Linked DNA regions of Zea mays: region 1 is linked to region 2. Evidence: chromatin contacts called from public Hi-C data. All regions are on one chromosome and are shown on one strand. The core of a region is the stretch at or near the end of the contact, and the rest is flanking DNA. Distances in the headings are between cores, read along the strand shown.

Evidence for each region. A called contact is a pair of places that touch in the nucleus more often than the background predicts.
Region 1: a contact with region 2 is called in a Hi-C map of ear, with 4 times the contacts expected there. The contact joins the promoter of LOC100276002 here to the promoter of LOC103639530 in region 2. A contact is called at or near these places in 5 of 25 Hi-C or Micro-C datasets (ear, endosperm, leaf and 1 more).

Annotation. Positions count from the first base shown.
Region 1 is chr9:157,559,606-157,565,247 of Zm-B73-REFERENCE-NAM-5.0, reverse strand. It overlaps LOC100276002, which reads left to right and starts at 2,166. Exons shown (of 1, transcript NM_001329204.1): 1 at 2,166-2,707. The coding sequence starts at 2,289. The coding sequence ends at 2,543. It overlaps LOC103639534 (nuclear pore complex protein NUP96), which reads left to right. Exons shown (of 6, transcript XM_008662276.3): 4 at 62-207; 5 at 305-402; 6 at 654-1,065. The coding sequence ends at 840.
Region 2 is chr9:157,396,728-157,402,318 of Zm-B73-REFERENCE-NAM-5.0, reverse strand. It overlaps LOC103639530 (exostosin family protein), which reads left to right and starts at 1,457. Exons shown (of 14, transcript XM_008662270.3): 1 at 1,457-2,332; 2 at 2,414-2,507; 3 at 3,288-3,474; 4 at 3,591-3,849; 5 at 3,962-4,174; 6 at 4,253-4,339; 7 at 4,461-4,595; 8 at 4,664-4,777; 9 at 4,878-5,125; 10 at 5,206-5,286; 11 at 5,362-5,591. The coding sequence starts at 2,015.

The sequences.
Region 1 (5,642 bases), core at 917-3,416, 160 kb before region 2:
ATAAACATGGCATTCTTGGTATGAATACGCAGTCACTTCATTCGTTGTTATTTTGGCTCAGCTAACCATCAGGAGGTCTGGAGGATCACAAGTGCCTTGGAGAACCACAAGTATGAAATTGCTGACTGGGACCTTGGTGCCGGAATATACATAGACTTCTACGTTCTGAAGAACTCAATGCAAGAAAGAAATGCCATGGATGATTCGGTACAACCGTACAAGCCCTTACTTCAGAGACAAACTCACAAGCATTTCCTTGTAGATCTGTGACTGAGATCAGCATTACTTTTTTTTTTGGTTTCAGGATTCACTCGAGGAGATGAGTGAATCATGCAGAAGTTTCTTTGGTCGATTAAACGAATCGTTGTTAGTCTGGGGAAGCAAATTACCTGTTGAGTCAAGGTAACACTCTTCTACAGTATGTGACTGATCCACATCCACTATCTGAAACCATGTCCTTCTGTACCATGTTTTGATGGAGTTGGCCCACTGGATTATAATGAGCTGGTGCAAATAGCAAACCTGAACTACATGAGGAACTTCGCTGTTATGTTAAATTGTTCAAATCCCAGCTGATTAGCACCATTTGGAATTCTGAAGCATTCTTGTTTAGGTTTATATTCGGAGTATTCTCTCACTGGGCTTGCTGACAGGGCATGCTACTCGAAGATGGCAGAGGAGCTATGCGCGCTTCTGGTGGACACCCCAAGCGAGACGCTGAACCTACCCATGGGGTGTCTTCTGACGATGCTCAACGCTCCAGTTCCAGACGAGAGCAGGTCGTCGTACCTGCAGGATGCACTCTCCGTCTTCACCGAAATCCTTTGCAGCGATCCGTAGGTGAAGGGGAGTGAAGCCTACAGGCAACACGCCGAAGAGTTTGTACGTCTCATGTTTGATACTTGTAGAAAATTAGGAATGTATAACTATGACCTGATGTTGCTCCGGTGAATTTGTAACGCCATCTGAAGACATGTGTCGGGATCTTCGTTGTATGTGAGTACCAGGTCTTATGAAACGTTGACTTGCGAGCTGTACCAATGGGGAGTGATTTCCTGGGCTTCATTTTCTCTGTGTGTGTGTGTGTGTTTATTACAGGGAAGGGCAGCGTCACGGCGACCCGTGCTTCGGTGTACATTGGAGATTACTGAGGCCTTCGTTTCAGCCGTAAATCACATGGATCGAAGAGTACTTTAACTTGGAAATGATTTAGTCTCCCTCAATCCCACTCATTATGATCTTAATTCCGACCCCCAGACCAGAGTAGAGAGAGTGTTGATCTTGCTCTGGCGTGCACGTATGAGGTTCAGGTCACGCCTGTTGAAGGAGGCAAGGACAACCATGAGTCAGCTAAGATATGGGACAACCATGAGTCAGCTAAGATAGGGATATATATCATCCGCGATGGACCGGTGTTTAAAAAAAATAATAAAGTATATTCGTTTAGCTTTAATCTGTATCAGCTTTAAAGAACCAACTTTAATTCGAAACAAACAACCCCGACCCTCTAGGATACCAGCGCGTAGTACCTTGTTTGTGATTGATTGAAGCACAAGGTACGGCGTGGGGTGGCGTGGCTCTGGTCGGTGCAACTGCTACACTAGCGCACCTAAGGGCTTCTTGACTTATAAAATCAAGTGTTTTTATGGTGTCAGATAAGGATATTTTTCTATATGTTCAGTAACATCTACAACTTTTTGTTTCAGTTTTTTTTTGTATATTTAAGATTATTAAAACGCTAAACAAATAGTGATGTCATCAGCGTGTTTGCTTGCATCACAGTAGATTAGCAGAACATCCACAAAACCATCGGCAATCTATAGACAGCCAGACTTGTTTGAATGTATGTAACAATAATTAATATATTGTAATAAAAAATCATCGAGACAGGACGTGCTGGTACTGCTAGAGAACGTGCAACACGCCGGCCCACGGGGATTAAGACCACAGAAAGAGACAGGGTTCGCCATCAAGCGAAGAAACGAAACCAGCGACGGACCAAACCGTCGACGCGGCAGCAGAATTGAAAAAGGCAACGCGCGATGCTTATCCGGAGCTCGAGCAGACCCAAGCGCCTGACGTACTGTTCACCAATCACCACCGAACCGACCCAGGCGCGGCGCGGGGCTATATATATGCCACACAAGCCCATCCGACCCCGATCATCGGCCATCGCAGTTTCACAGACAGCATCCATTCCACAGTCACCAGAGCACTAGAGCAGAGCAACAACCGACAAGAGCAGAGTGAGATCGTCGTCAGCGAGCCCAGCAGATACGAGAGAGAGGATGGCGGACATCGCGTTGCTGGTGGCGGAGCAGTTCGAGAAGACGGCAAGGCGAGGCGCCCCCGGCGGGGACAGCGGCAGCAGCAGCGGGAGCGGCGGCGAGACAAGGAACTTCGGGGCCGTGGCCAAGGTGTGGAGCTCGTGGGTGGAGTCCGCCTCCGCCGCCGCGTCCGGGGTCAGATTCACCGTCGCGGTGCAGCTGGAGCCCAAGACCGGGCTCGCGCTGGCCGCTGCCGACGGCCTCTTCTCCGCCTAGCTTCCTGCCTGCTTCCATGTCTTTCTCCTGAGCAGTGCCAGTGATCGAGCGAGTCCTGCTCCTGCACCCCGTACTATGCTTGTGCGACCTGTACATTTCGTTCGTCGTTGCGCGGTTGCGCCTGCGCTCTAATCCGGAACAAAATACTATTCATATTTGCTCCAGACTCCATTCATGGATATGCATATGTCTGCTCGACTGGTTTCCTAATTTTTTTTGGGTGTTCGACTGCTCCAGCCTCCAGTCTCCAGTACCAGCTGAATTGTTTTTATAGGAACCAGCAGGCTATTCACGCTGTCTGATGGTCCGGCCGTGGCTCCAGTTTCCGTTTCCGAGCAGGCCGGCAGCCCACAGGCCCACCCACCTTCGCGCTGTCATTAGACCGTGGGCTAACTAATTTGCCTAGCCTTTGATGATGCATAAGTTTCAAAATAGATTCTAAGTCAGAAACATTTTATAACCAACCAAAAAGGGATATAACTTGGAATAGAGGAACTTTTCCTAGCTCCCTTAGATAAATTGTAAACACCCCAGTAACCTGTTTGATACACCTAAGACAACGAAACACTCTTTTGGAGCTAGTTTAAGCAGAAACAAAATTCTAAGTTGGAGAAAACAAAAAGTTCAAGATTTATGACTTAGACTAGTTGGATTTTCACTAGATAAGTTTGTCCAAGTCATAGGAGCACCCCTTAAGATCAGTCAAAAGGAATTGAAGAAAATTTGGACAAAAAGAGGGAAACTGGTCTACTGGCTAGGGCATCGGACCGGTCCAATAGTGCACTGAACCGTCCAAGCAGAAGACTCAGACTTAGCCTAAAACTAGCTGGCGCACCATACCGGTTCGACGGCTATCCGGACCTTGTATGCAGGGAGCACATAATTCAACAGTTTCAGGCTAGCGCACCGGTCGCGCACCGGACAGTGTGACAGAAGCCAATGGTCGGCTGACAACCTTCAACAGTAACCTGCGGGCGCAGACTGACAAGGGTAGGGGGTCCGATGCACCATCCGATAGAGCAGAAAATTCAACTTTTCTCCAACGGCTCTTTTGGTGAATACCCCCAACCAACACATTGATAACACAAGATTCGCTCCAACCTACTACACATTAAGTGCAAATCTCCAAGCTTCCAAAGCTATTCCCGCGCCGCATTAGATCGATTTGAGTTTGAGAGACTTAGTTGTTTGCACATTTGAGAGTTGTGAGTTCTTGTGATCTTGATTCGAGTTTTCATTCTCACTCCCTTCTCCATTCTCTTTGATTGTAAAGCGAGGCAAGAGACTTTGTTCTTTGTGTGGAGGTTCTTGCGGGACTTGGTGTCCCTAAGATAGTGAAGAAAACTCATCCGTTCTTCGTGACCGTGTGAGAGAGGAAAGGGTTGAAAGAGACTCGTCCTTTATGGACTCCTCAATGGGATGTAAACTCTTCGAAGTTGAACCTCAAGAAACAAATCGCTCGTGTCTCTGCGTTGATCACAACCTTTGTGATTTGGTTCTTCCTCTCCTCTCTCTCTAGTTCTTTTGCTTGGGATCCATTCGAGTTAACTCCCAAAGTAATCCACAATTGATTGAACAACTCTAAGCAAGAAGAACTCCTCTTCCACACTCCGATTTATTCTATACCCGTTCTAACATTAACCCCGGGTGATATCGGGTGGACACACTAAGAACGAGAAGGTGCCATCAAAAGGAAAGCCCGAGCCTTCGGGATCCAAGCCCGAAGACAAGGTGCCATCAAGAGGGATCAAGTTATCCGGGGACAAGCACAAGCATAAGGAGCGGAAGGAAGAATCCAACAGCTACACCTAATCACACAAGAACAAGGATGTCAAGAAGAAAAAGAAGATGGATAAGGTGGTAATTTATGAGACTGATTCTTTGCCTTCAACATCAGACGGTGAATCGACCTCCTCCAGGCGCCAAGAGCGTAAAAAGAGTAACTAAATTCTATTTCGTTATCCTCACATTCCAAAACATACTCAATTGCTTTCAGTTCCATTAGGGAACCACCTCAATTCGATGGTGAAGATTATTCTATGTGGAGTGATAAAATAAGGAATCACCTAACCTCACTCCACGAAAGTATTTGGGGCATTGTTAAATTTGGAGCGCAGGCACCATAGGTGAAAGATGAGGATTATGATTCGGACGAGACAGCTCAAATCCAACACTTCAACTCACAAGCAACCACAATACTCCTTGCCTCCTTGAGTCGAGAAGAGTACAACAAAGTACAAGGGTTGAAAAGCACCAATTAAGTTAGGGATATCCTCAAGACGGCACATGAAGGTGACCGTGTCAACAAGATCACCAAAAGGGAGATGATAGAGGTAGTTCTCGGACGGCTCACCCTCAACAAAGAAGATGATCCACAAGCTATGTACAATTGGCTCAACACGATGGTGAACCAAGTCTAGAACCTCGAGAGCACCAAGTGGATCAACCATGAAGTCATCCAGCAAGATGCATCTACAACATCAACACTTGGTGACGACACGATGGACATCGATGATAAGGACATCAATGATGACTCCACCTCTTAGGTATCACTTTTCATTGATGATATCGCTATTGAGGCAGACAAGTTGATGGATGCTTTAGTTAGTTAGGACAAGTTACTTAGGCTTGCAACGCATGAGAGGAAAGAGTGCAAATGCAAGTACGATGATGTGCTTAAGGAGCTTGAGTTTGCTAGATATTATGTGGTGGTGCCTAACGAGGCTAAATGTGATGAGTGTGCTCTTCACATGCCAAAGATTAGCATATTGCAGACCAAGTATGCCACCCTGCTAGATGAGTGCCATGAGTAATGAGTTACAATATAGATTTATCTTGTCGTGCGCGTGTTAGTCTTGTCCTTGTTTGTAGACTGAGCTATTAGAGAAGAATGCTAGGATAGCCTCTCTTGAGAAGGCTAGCTCAATGAGTGCACCTGTACATGCTCATTATGCAATATGTTCTTTCATGCTGATAGTATAGTTAGCAGGATCTAGATAATGTTGTCCTCCATCCCTCACGTCTTGGTGCAGGCCCTTTCGTGTCATAGCTTTCAAGTCCTCATGTGATTCTATTTTATCCTTGTCCTTCCCATACATG
Region 2 (5,591 bases), core at 208-2,707:
GGGAATCACAACTTTTTATATAGACTTGGTTTGCATTTAAAGATTTTACAGTCTCAAGTTACTTCTCATATGATCACTCGCAGGAGTTGCTACACATTGAAAGCACATAATCTGGGTTGCATTGAGCTGTTCCTTGATCCTCCATGACCTTTTTTATTTGACAAGACCATGAACTAGATTTTGCATCAACTATGGTGAAACAAGAGTTAAATACATGAATGACATCTGCACTTGTTAAGGGATGCTATTTATATCCACGACCTTTGAATATATATTCGTAGGTTTCTAAATTTGTTAAGTGGTGCACCGTAGTGACTGTTGTGGTCCAGAAATAGACCTGTGGTGCACTATTTTACATGTTTAATGATGTGCAACACATTACTTTTAGAAATGTGTTTTCAAAGTTAGCAAAACTGAGTCTCATTCCTTGACAATTTCAGCAACTCGTGCATTTAACTCCTGAAACTCTTAACTTGGCGAACATAACTATAGTTGCTCGATACAATGGGGGTTGAGGTTAGGGCCCACGGACACGACCCATTTAAGGCATATCCATATAGATGCACGAAAAAGTTATAAATTATAATTTATTTCATACTTTCATATACTCAAAGCTGGAGTTGATACTAGTTATATGTTTTTTGCAGTTTTGAATTGGAAGATGCGATATAATTTTAACTTTACTATGAACATTAGACAATAAGCTAATTTTATGGACTTTATCTAGAGCGAGTTGTATTTTTCCCCTTCTAACAAAAAGTTTTTTTATGAATAAGTTATTGTGCAACTCTAATAACTTAATAGATACATTAAGTTTTCTTTTAGTTAAATTTGTTTGTCTTATTTTTATTATTTTTATTAAATGTATTTTGAATTTTAGGATTTAATACGAAGGTAGAAATTAAATTTTGGGTTTTTATAATTCCTAGAGACAACTTGTACACAGTTGTTACCGACGTTAATTACCCTCTTTCTCTCAAAAACCGAAACTATCCACCGGCACTCTCGATATTGAGTGATTGATTTATATGGATTAATTTTTAGTCCCTTCATTTTATTCTATTTTAGTCTCCTTAAATATGAAAATTAAAATATAGTTTTAATTTCTATATTTGATAATTTATAGACTAAAATGAAATAAAATGTTAGTACTTATAAAACAAACACCCCTTAATTACCTCTCTCGAAAGCGAAACTATCCACTGGATGTATCATTATAGGTTTTTTGTGAGTAACCACTTCATACTAAAGGGCGTACTTTAGTACTATTATAGTGTAAAATTTAGAGAATATTGTCACCCATAAGTAATATACATCGCAAGTTGATTACTAAAATTTAATAAAATAATTTTATTTTTATACTAATTATTGAGTTGTAAAAAAATAAGATAACAATATACACAAACCAAAAGGAAGAAATAAAAAATAAATAAGAATGAATAGAGGATGCGCTAACTCCTAACTCATTCGACAGTCTTGTTACCGTTTCGGCGTTTCGTTTCATTCCGTCTTTGTCCTCGCGTCTGCTCCGGTCGCAGGAGGCAGGATCGCTCGGCTGCTCCGTCCTCCGTCCGCACGGCCCCGCTCCCTGCTGCCGCCACGCGACCATCGCCGCAGCCACCTCACCGAGCACCCCCGTGCGCCGGTCCTGCCACCGAGCCCTCCACGACCCCGTGGCCGCGCCCGGCCCCGGTCGCACCGCGCTCCGCTGGACCCCAGTACCATGTCTCCAAGATCCACTCTGACCTTGTAGGAACACCAATTCCAACGATTCTGACGGCTCGCGCTTTCATCGAAGAGTTGATCCTTGTCAGGCTTGTGATCCGCAGCCGCCTCTGTCTGATCCTGCTCAGCTCTCGCCAGCCGCCGCTCCGCCGGAGGCCTCACGCTCCTCACCGCGTCCGTGCTTACCCTGACCCCACCCTCACTTGGCTCCCTTGAACTACGGCGTCATCATCGACGCCGACAGCAGGGGAAGCGCGTCTCCGCCTGATGCCCGGATGATAGTTTGACCATGTTCGCAATCCGTTCGACGAAATGCCCTGTGGCATTTGTGGGCGTAGCTGGCACCTTGGTGGTGCTTATCACCGCTGTCCATGTGTTCATGGTGCCAATACTTCCTGCCTCCTTCTATTACTTCGGTTCTCGCAGCAGTATAAGCCACCCAAAGAATGTCCTCCCAGCCGTCGAGGTGGTTGACTCGCGCCTCAAGGGGTGTTTCCCTTCTGATTCATATGGTGCTGTGGCATTCCGAGGCGCGCCATGGAAGGCTGAGATTGGTCGATGGCTTGCTGGGTGTCATGCTAACTCTTCGTCTGTTGATGTTACTGAGGTTTGTACCCACCCTTGTTACTGCTTGTGCGCTTTGACTTAGCTTTTTATTGGGTTAATTTAGGTTTCTCTTCTGCGACAGGCCATGGGTGCAAAACGCTGCGTGAAAGACTGCAGTGCTCGTGGTGTTTGCAACTATAATCTGGGAGAGTGCAGATGCTTTCATGGATATTCTGGTTGATCTTACTTCTCAGTATTCACTTTCTATTAATAAGAGTCCATGCACTAATAATTCAATACTTGGGATCTTGAAGGGCTGGCTTTTAAGAACTTAATACTAGAGGCTAGAGCCAAATAAAAAAGGTAACAATATCATTTGATAGAGTTAGGTAGCACAAAATATTAATCATGCATTCTTATATTGGATACAGCAATGCAACCTACAAATGTCTTCCTAACCATGTGTACATCATTTTTTCACAGATCTTATAAAATTTCATCTCTGAGTACGCTCAGTATATCTCCTTTCATCTGTGGCATACTCTGTTTAGATCACTTGAAAGAACACAGAACATGTATTTTGTATGTCTGAAAGAATATATACCTTTCAGTTTATTGTATATGAATTTATGGATTAAGAATTGCAGCATTGAAGCCTCATATATTGTTTTTTTACTACAAATACCTGTTGTTGGATTTGAGCTCTGTGAGTGACCTAGGTGAAATGGGAACTGAACTACTGTGTTAAACTTATGTGATCATAACCTTGTCTGTGGAGTGTGGACATATATTTCTGCAGGTGAATGGATTGTTCTTTGAACTTTCTATGGTTTTGGCCTTTTGGGTTTACTAAAAAACAACTATTTCATTTAAAAAATGGAAGAACATGAGAGTGCGAACTGTAGAAAGGTGGCATATATATTGTTTCCTTGCTAATGTTAGATTTCAATAACATTTAAATTTGTAGTGATGTATTCCTAATCAAGACTCCTCACAATATGGCTTCATTGATACAGGGAAAGGATGTGAGGAGGTTCTGAACTTGGAATGCAACCTTCCAAGCTCCCCAGAATGGCCTGTAGGTCAATGGATAGTTTCCATCTGTGCAGCTCACTGTGATAAAACAAGGGCAATGTGCTTTTGTGGGCCTGGGACAAAATACCCAGATCGTCCTGTGGCAGAAGCTTGTGGTTTTAAAACAATGTAAGACTATCACTGATACTCAATCTGATTATTTGTTTTTGAGCTACTTTAATATTACTACTAAACTTCTTTCTTTTTTGAAAGTACTACTAATCTTCTCTTATCCATCTTTCTAGTTTACCTGCAAAACCTGATGGTCCAAAGCTTACTGATTGGAAAACACCTGACCTGGAAAACATACTTACAACAAACAGCAGTAAGTTAGGATGGTGTAATGTGGTCCCTGAGGACGCATATTCATCCAAAGTGAAGTTTAAAGAAGAATGTGATTGCAAATATGATGGTCTCTGGGGGCAGTTCTGTGAGACACGTGCTGAATGCAGCTGCATCAACCAGTGCTCTGGACATGGGCATTGCCGTGGTGGTTTCTGTAAAGTACGTTTCAGGGATTTAATGAAATGGAATAATTTTGTTAAATTTAATGTGGTGTGTTGTTTTGTGTTTTTCCACTTCTGTAAGCTGTAATCTCATCCAGTATCTTCTTCAGTGTGACAGTGGATATTTTGGGATTGATTGCAGTATCCCATCAGCATATTCGCTTGCATATGACTGGCCCTCGTGGCTCCAGACACCAGTGAATTTACCAGATCTGAAAACTTTGAACAGTACCACCATTGGTGTTAAGGCCGTTGTTCAGAAAAAAAGGCCACTGATATATGTATATGATTTGCCAGCTGAGTTTGACAGTCATCTTCTTGAAGTAAGTCTGTGTCATACATGTTCCTTTTTGTGTTCATGAGGCTTTACTGCAGTATTGAGATTAATATTATTTTCTCAGGGACGACATTACAGATTCCAGTGTGTAAACAGAATATATGATGACATGAATAGAACTATATGGACCCAGCAATTGTATGGTGCTCAGGTTTGCTAATTTTAGCTGCTAGTACATAGGTTAATGTTTGTTGCTCCATGACTACATACTCACAGTGATATTAAATTTATGAATACAAGCAAATCTGACTAATGTTTTATTTTCTATGTAGATAGCACTTCATGAGAGCATTCTTGCTAGCCCTCACCGCACTCTTAATGGGGACGAAGCTGATTATTTCTATGTGCCAGTGCTTGACTCATGTCTAATAACTAGATCCGATGATGCTCCACATCTTCTATTGCCGGTAAGAATTGTGATCCATATGTTCTTCGATGGTCTTGATGTTCTCCAGAATTTGAGTTTTAATTTTAGAGGGACCTGCGCCGAAGGAGCTACCATGCACTTGAGTACTATAGAATGGCACATGGTCACATAGCTCAGCAGTATCCTTACTGGAACCGCACTTCGGGAAGAGACCATATCTGGGTGGGTTTCATATTTGAATGAATTATAACTGTATAATGGTTCTTTGGTTCTTATTCAATAGTAACAGTGACTGGCTGTTTTTCAACTTACATAAAGGCAGTTCTTTTCATGGGATGAAGGTGCCTGCTATGCACCAAAAGAGATTTGGAAGAGCATGATGCTTGTCCACTGGGGGAACACTAACACAAAACATAAGAATTCAACGACAGCTTATTGGGCAGATAACTGGGATGATATTCCTTTGGATAAGAGAGGCAACCATCCATGTTTTGATCCAAGAAAGGATCTAGTGCTTCCGGCATGGAAGGAACCTAACCCAGGGGCCATATGGTTAAAACTGTGGGCAAGGTATCTGTAAATTTAACTATATATTCTATCAACTGTTTATGTTCCTTATAACCTTATATCAGGTAACACAACTTTCACAGGCCAAGGAACAACCGTACAACACTTTTTTATTTCAACGGTAATCTAGGTTCAGCATACGAAGGAGGCCGTCCAGAAGACACGTATGTATCTATGTATTTGTGAGCGTGAATGTATTACATAATTGTTTGTCAATCTTTTCCGATTGTATAATGCAGGTATAGCATGGGGATTCGGCAAAAGCTAGCAGCTGAATTTGGTTCCACACCAAACAAGCAGGGAAGGCTTGGACGGCAGCATGCGGCCGATGTGACAGTTACCTATCTACGAACTGAAAAATATTATGAAGAATTAGCAAGCTCTGTTTTTTGTGGTGTCCTGCCAGGGGATGGCTGGAGTGGCCGTATGGAAGATAGCATGCTTCAAGGATGCATTCCTGTAATAATTC